2 separate regions of the Mus musculus genome follow, and region 2 is linked to region 1. The links are chromatin contacts, called in public ChIA-PET maps. All regions are on one chromosome and are shown on one strand. The core of a region is the stretch at or near the end of the contact, and the rest is flanking DNA. Distances in the headings are between cores, read along the strand shown.

What was found. ChIA-PET counts read pairs in DNA pulled down with a chosen protein or histone mark.
Region 2: a contact with region 1 is called in an RNA polymerase II ChIA-PET map of memory CD8 T cells, with 97 read pairs. The contact joins the enhancer-like site here to the promoter of Xpo4 in region 1. A contact is called at or near these places in 1 of 484 Hi-C or Micro-C datasets (nephron progenitors), 6 of 115 datasets of contacts at active chromatin or transcription factors (bone marrow-derived macrophages, effector CD8 T cells, embryonic stem cells and 1 more) and 2 of 9 other capture datasets (adipose tissue and pancreatic islet).

The regions. Positions count from the first base shown.
Region 1 is chr14:57,663,907-57,667,816 of GRCm38.p6, reverse strand. It overlaps Xpo4 (exportin 4), which reads left to right and starts at 2,579. Exons shown (of 23, transcript NM_020506.2): 1 at 2,579-2,929. The coding sequence starts at 2,861.
Region 2 is chr14:57,711,058-57,714,769 of GRCm38.p6, reverse strand. The region is part of intron 2 of Lats2 (large tumor suppressor 2); the gene reads left to right. Among named protein-coding and RNA genes, the nearest start is that of Gm26440, 15 kb to the right of the region's middle. Within about 2 kb of position 1,794, at least 69 of the 459 cell types and tissues checked have an H3K27ac peak or open chromatin away from gene starts, as enhancers often do. A contact at or near this core is called in effector CD8 T cells and memory CD8 T cells, where this site is marked.

The DNA.
Region 1 (3,910 bases), core at 1,330-3,829:
CTCAGAGGAGGAGAAAGACAGATCTCTTGAGTTCAAAGCTAACCCAGTCTACAGAGGTTTAGGATAGCCAGGGCTACACAGAGAAACCCTGTCTTACAAACAAAACACCCCAATATAGTTGGAAAGAAGCAATCAAGATGATACAAAACTAATTATTTAAAATGTTAGGGTTTTATATTCTTAAGATTTATTTATAAATAAATAAATACGTAAGTACACTGTAGCTGTCTTCAGACACATCAGAAGAGGGCATCAGATCTCATTACAGATGGTTGTGAGCCACCACGTGGTTGCTGGGATTTGAACTCAGGACCTCTGGAAGAGCAGTCAGTGCACTTAACTGCTGAGCCATCTCTCCAGCCCCCAAGACAGGGCTTTTCTGTGTAGTCCTGGCTGACCTGGAACTTGGTCTGTAGACCAGGATGATCCCAAACTACCTGCCCTTGCACATCAACCATTAATCAAGAAAATGCCCCACAAATCTGCTCACAGGATAATTTGATGAAAGTAATATTTCAACTAAGAAATATTACTTAATTTTCAAGATTAAAGACCCTTGTCCAGATGTCTTAGTCAGGGTTTCTATTCCTGCACAAACATCATGACCAAGAAGCAAGTTAGGGAGGAAAGGGTTTATTCAGCTTACACTTCCACATTGCTGTTTCTCACCAAAGGAAGTCAGGACTGGAACTCAAGCAGGTCAGGAAGCAGGAGTTGATGCAGAGGTCATGGAGGAATGTTCCTTACTGGCTTGCTTCCCCTGACTTGCTCAGCTTGCTCTCTTATAGAACCCAAGACTACCAGGCCAGGGATGGCACCACCCACAATGGACCCTCTCACCCTTGATCACTAATTGAGAAAATGCCTGACAGCTGGATCTCATGGAGGCCTTTCTTCAAGGGAGGCTCCTTTCTCTGTGATAACTCCAGCTTGTGTCAAGTTGACACACAAAACCAGCCAATATACCAGGTAAGTCTAGATTTGTGTCAAGTTGACAAAAACTAACTAGCACAGTGTATGTTACGGATGCATGAAGGCAGACAAGTGCAGAGGTCAGAGGGCAATTTACAGTCAGTTCTCTCTATTTGCTATGCACTTTAGGATTGAAGTTAGGTCCTCAGGCTAGTACTGAAAGTTCTTTTATCTGCTGAGCCATTTGGCTGGCCCCTGTTCACACAAATCTCAACAGGAAAACCACCATTAACAGCACTTCAACTAATTTTGTCATCTGGTAATGAAATGAAAGACACTTTTATTTCTCAAGCAAAAAAAAAAAAATCTCATTAATTTACTTCTCAAAAATAGTAGAGAAGTCAAAAAAATCCAAACAAACAAACAAAAAACCGATTGGCCATGCCTTTAATCCCAGCACTGAGGAGGCAGAGGGCAGGTGGATCTTTGTGTTTGAGGCTGGCCTGGTCTACAGCGTGAATAGAAAAATCCTGTTAAAAACACAAGAAAAGGGGCTGGAAAGATGGCTCAGCGGTTAAGAGCACTGACTGCTCTTCTGAAGGTCCTGAGTTCAAATCCCAGCAACCACATCGAGGCTCACAACCATCCATAGTGAGATCTGATGCCCTCTTCTGTGGAGTCTGAAGTCAGCTACAGTGTATTTACATATAAAATAAATAAATAAAGGCACTGAGAGTGGGTGGGGTGAAGAGAAGAATTTACATTTGTTTCAATAGAAACAATAGTAATAGAGAGATAGCTTAGTGGTTAAAAGCACTGGCTGCAATTCCAGAGGACTCAGGTTCAGTTCCAGCACCCTTACAATCATCAGTAACTCCAGTTGCTGGGGATTTGACACTCTCACACAGACATACATGCACACAAAACAATGCACATAAAATAAAAAATAAATCATTTAAAAATTAATGCAATTCTATTTCGAAGACACAAAACCTCAAAGGGGCGGAGGGCAGACTTACAAATCTCTGGGAAAACCAGGAAGTCTACAGAAGGAACTCAAAAACGTGGATTTTCCCCAGAAAGCAGAACAGGCAGTCAACAAAACTCAGAAAATGGAGCTGTCAGGTCGAAACATACAAATACTTCAACTAGACCACCTTTTGAACATTGAACTAGCTGATGTCGGGATCACTTTCCTGGACGTAGACTTTGAAAAACAAAACCTTAAAGAACCGGAGAGAAGACAGCGCGTTGAAGTTACTGTAACGCACCTTTCCTCGCAGATTCTGTACTTAGCATTGCTATTATAAACTCCTGAAGTCCAAAGCTGGCGGCAGCTGAGCCCTTACTGACTTCAGGAAGCCAAGTGGTTAGGGAGAGGGTTTCAAAAATCAAGAAAACCAAGCATTTCGTCCACGGATGCCCTTTTCTCACAGCGGAATGAACCGCGGAGCGGGAGGCATGAATTCTGGGCGTAGACGCACCCTTAGGAGAGCGCTTCCAAGGCTAAGAGATCCTGCTCCACACCGGACAGCCTATGGGAGCGAGAGGAAGCTCCCGCACGGGCAGGACACCCAAACCTTAACCCGCAGCTAACGGGCTGCGCGGCTCCGGTCCAGGACCTCGCGGCCCGCACCCAGCAGGGAACCACGCATGCGCAGGCCCCAGACCCGCGCGGGATGCCCGGCCGCGGCTGACAGAGCCAACCGCTCGGCCTCGCCCGGTGCCGGCTGCCGCCGCCCTCCTCCCAGCGCCGCGACCGGGCTCACGCTTGTCTCCTTCCAGCTGCTCAGGAATCGGCGGTCCCGTCAGGCCGCTGGGGGCGCGACGCCGACGGCTGCTGCGACAGCCCGGGAGGCGCGAGAGGCGCCGGGGTCGCGGCGGCGATTGGCCGGCCGCGGCGCCTGCTCCCAGAATGCAGCGCATGGCGCGTCATTGAAGAGAGACCATGATGGCGGCGGCGCTGGGGCCCCCAGAAGTGATCGCTCAGCTGGAGAACGCGGCCAAAGTTCTGATGGTGAGGACGCCGGGTCCGGAGAAACGGGGGATTAGTGGGACTCCGGCTGGCTCTCCCTGGTCAGGCCTGCTGTCCGCTGGGTTGGTGGCCAGGAAGGGCCTTGGGATGAACCCTGAAGTGGAGGTGGTGGTGGCGTGGCGCAGGATTCTCCATCCTACTTTCCTCTTGCCTTGGTTCTTTACTTTCTAGTGCTGTCTCCTTCCCTGACCGCCTTGTTCCTCCGCCTGGCACTGGGGTGTAGTGGTGTAAGATGGAGAGTTTCCTGTGCCGCCAGCTTCGCTCCATACCTCGCTAGGCAGACTGGGTAGCAGAGCAAGGCACAGGGTGAACCCCGCAGGACTTGGGTTAGGGAACATTCTTGGGACTGTGTGCATGACGCTGGGGAGTTGATCCTGTTAGGAGAGGGATGGCATAGTCTGGGTGCTGTTAGCAACCCTCGTTCTCTTGTGGATCGGGTCCCCTAGCTCTTTGCCTGACATGCAGACTGTTCTGGGTAACCGCAGCAGGCGGCACGTGGACGGACCGGCCGGAGGGAGAGAGGCTAATCTTTAGGACCAAGGTCGTTGGGGCAAAACTTGGTTCAAGACCTACTCTTTGTGGGTTTCGCGTTTTGGAAAACTGACTCTGTGGCAGGTTCCCAGGTACTTATTAGCTGAAGTCTAACAACTACCACGAAATAGTTTGGTGAGGGTGTTTGAGCAGGACGAGTCGGTATTATAAACAGGATTTCACATAGGGAGCAAAAGTAAGGAGAAGGATACTGTTTCGTTACTTAGTAAACTGTGTGTCTTATGCTTGCTGGCTCAGCCTGATTTCTTTCTTTCGTTCTTTGTAAATTATGACGATTGCATTTGTAGGGTTTTTTGTTTTGTTTTTAAAATTAGATGTCCATTTTATTACTTGAAATGATTTAGACATTTTAACAACTAAATGCAGCTAGATTTCTTTTTTACCCTACTTTAAGGTTACTGTCAAGGATTC
Region 2 (3,712 bases), core at 545-3,044, 48 kb before region 1:
CAGTATGTGCTTGTAATCCAAGCTCCTGGGGCTTCCTGGCCAACCAATCCAGCTAAATTAGCCAGCTCCAGGCTAGGAAAACCATGGTGGACTGCAATAGAGGAAGAGAAGATGCCCAGGATCCCTGTCCTCTACACACGCACGCGCACGCGCACGCGCACACACACACACGCACGCACACACGCACACCAAAACAAACAAGATATACCCTCACAATGCCCTGTTAGGAGAAAGTGCAGCTTTCCTGTGTGTCTAAGCCCTTGGAACAGGCCAGTAGGAGATATAGGGACTGAGCCAGAGCTGGCGCATGCTGACTGGGGCTTGTGAAAAGGAGCGGATGCTTCAAAAAGTAGCTAAGAGTCAAGAGGCAGAGAGCCTCCCGGGTCTGGCCTGCTTGATGCTTCACCAGTGTGGATCTCTGTGGAACTGCCACACAGCCACTGACAAATTTTTAATGATAATTTTACAAAAGCTTTCTAGAAGCCCAGTGATGTGTGGTGTTCCTATTTCAAGTGTTTTAAAGAACTTTGCTTGTCAAAGACTCTGGATTGCTGGCAATTTTTTTTTTATCTCTAAGCAGAACTCGAGTTTTTTTTTGTTTTTGTTTTTAAAGTAACTGTCTTGAATTGCATTTAAGATAAGCATAAGTCCTTAGAGATCATTTGTGAGAAGAAAAATGTCATGTAGATTGCAAGAGCAGTTTCTGCAGAACTCCTTAGAGGAGAGGGTGGCAGCAGAGCAGGCCCAGGAGTAAAGTCCTTCATGATGCTGAGCCAGGGGAGCAGTCTTGCCTACCGACCTCTTGGAGCTGACCGTGCAGACGTGAGCTGAGCAGAGGGGCACTGCAGTGGCTGGCACCCTCCCTTCTTTCTCCCTCCCTCCTTCCAACTTGTAACTGACAGTGGCTGTAAACTCAGTTTCTGGCCCAGGTTTTTACTGTCACTGAAGGACCCAGCTGGTGCTGACCGACGACAGTGACTTTGCCAGTGTTTATGAAAGCAGTAAGAGTAACAGAACATCTCACGTGTGCGTGCATGTGTGCGTATGTAAACCTATGCATGTGGAAGCCAGAGGACAGCTTAGTTGTCCCTCAGGCCTCATCTGCGTTGTTGTTGTTGTTGTTGTTGTTGTTGTTGTTGTGTCTGCTCACTGTCCTGAAACATGCTGGCCCCGGGTCATTCTGGCCCCGGGTCAGTGGTCTGTTCTCCCCTGGGCTGGAATGTCAAGTCTTGTCTCTACACCTTGCTTTGCTAGAAGGAGTGCTGGGATTTGTTTGTTTGGTTGATTGGTTGGATGGTTGGTGTTTGTGGGTGTTTTGCCTGCGTGTATGTGCATCACCTGTGTGCCTGCAGAGTCCATCAGATCCTGCTACTGAGAGCAGATCTTCTGGAACTGAGTTACAGACAGTTGAGCCTCCAGATGGGTGCTGGGAATCAAATGGAAGTCCTCTCCACGAGCAGCCAAGAGCAGTCAATGCTCCTAACCACTGAGCCACCTCTCAAAGACCTTAAAAAGAAGTGCTCTGTGGCATGTGTTACAGAGCTGTGCTCTTCACAGCCCTTCTCATGCCCACTTCTTATCAAGGCTGTTCACCCATCTTGTGCTTTGGCTTGCTATTACAGAGACAAACCACACCTACTTTGTACAGTAGGACTTTGTACAACTTTCTTCATTGTGTGGTAGCAATTATTCTGTAATGATGGGTGTGGCCAACGCAGCTGATGAGCTGTGGTGACACTTGCACCACTGTGATGAACTGTGGTGACACTTACACCACTTCCCTTCTTCAGTTGTCACACTGAAGAACATTTAAGTGGACAAGTTTCCATTGTAGACAGGAGAGGTACACAGTCTGTCTCTGCTTGTGTGAGGCAGTCACCAAGAGTGGCCATGTTATCTTGGGCTGTGGGGTTTATTTTGCGTATCTTTAATTTGGGGCCAGTTCTCCTTTTTCCATTGTGTCTGTGTGAGCCCTAGCCTTGCTGCTGCTCGCCGGCATCCTGAATATTTGCCAGTGTGATGGCCGCTCACAGGCATCGCTCCTGTTTTGTGAAATGAAGTTTCGTGTTTACTAACAACATGCAATTTCTTGGACTATGTGGGTTTTGTCTGTTAGGTCCTGGGATTGAATCTAGGGCCCTGTACTTGCTGGGGCAGGTGTTCTCTCACTCAGCTCCAGCCCCCATTCAGACTTTACCTGTGTGAGCCTAGAAAACAACTAGTCAGGCTGAGGTTCCGTCTCTTGGCTTGGAAAGATAAATGTCCACAATTCAGAGTACAGAGCACAGGGACCATGCTCACAGCTCCTGGTTCTTATTGTTGTTGTTGTTGTTGTTGTTGTTTTTGGTGGTGGTGGTGGTGGTGGTGGTGGTGGTGGTGGTTCTTCAAGACCAGGCTTCTCCGGGTAGCTGTGGCTGTCCTGGAACTAGTTCTGTAGATCAGTCTGGCTTTGAACTCACAGAGATCTGCCTGCCTTTGCTTCCTGAGTGCTTTGCTCAGTTCCTAGGTCTAAGCATGCCTTGGTCTCGAGTCATTCTGAGGGGTGCTGCCACCCAATGGGAGAGACCCTAATTGTCTAAAGCAACACGAGCTAGACCAAGAGTTTGGTTGGTTTGTTGGGACTGACCAGAGGAGGCCCCAGCAGAGTCTCAGGAGACTCATATGGACCTGTAGTTCAGGGTGTGGACAGACCATGGCAGCTGGATACAGTGGTAAGCCTACTTTGGTGTCGCACCAGCCTGATAGTACAGCTGCTCACCTCTGCCCTCCTGGATAACTCTCCACAGAGTGGTGAGGTTGTTCGTTTTAGTTGAAGATACAGAAGCACAGCTCTCACCTCAAAGAAGTAAAAACCATGTGTTCTGGAGCCAGAACCAGAGTGGCCATGGCCCTGAGCAGAGAGTTAGGCTCCTCCAAACACATGTGCAGCTTGATAATGCTGGCTTGAAGGTTTATGGGAACCAAATAAATAAAGTCACAAACCAAGGAAACATTAGGTGGGCAGAGCAGGAAGATCTCAGCCATTGACCTTAGATGCCATCTGAGCATTCTTAGCCTTTGGATTACAGGAAGTTTGGTGTCTATTTGTACATTCCAAGGGGATTTACCTCGTAGTCACAAAGGTGTTAGCCATACTCAGGTGGACAAGGAGTGGCAACTAAGGGGAATTACACATAGTGTAGGGTATGGCATGGGTGCTGGATGGCTTTTAAGGGGATGGGTCAGGACAGGGGACGGGTGAGAAGGGACTAGAGTTCCAACAGCAGCAGAGACTACTTGTGTGTGCAGTGGAGGGGTGCTAATGGTGCCTTTATTTACTAAGCCTTATTTCCTGAACATAGAGCTAATACAGAACTCTCAGGACAGTCTCATCTCGTCTCCCCACCCAGGAATCCCTGTCCCTGAGCTTATGTTCTTTCTCCACATATGAAAGTCCTCAGTGTACTTTGGATGAAAAACTAGAGGCCCTGATTCAAATAGTGGTGGCTGTTGCCGTGAGGAAATGTGTAGGCGGACCTACACGTGATGATCGTTATTTTGTAAGAGGTTCTCTTCATCCTGGTTCACATGCATCCATCACAATCCATCACTCTTAGGCCCCTTTAACTTCAATGCTTTCATATTCTGTGTTTATACGCATCAGTTTGGGCTCATGTCACAGTGCATAGCATGTCACAGTGCACATGCACAGGTCAGGACAACTCTTAGGAGT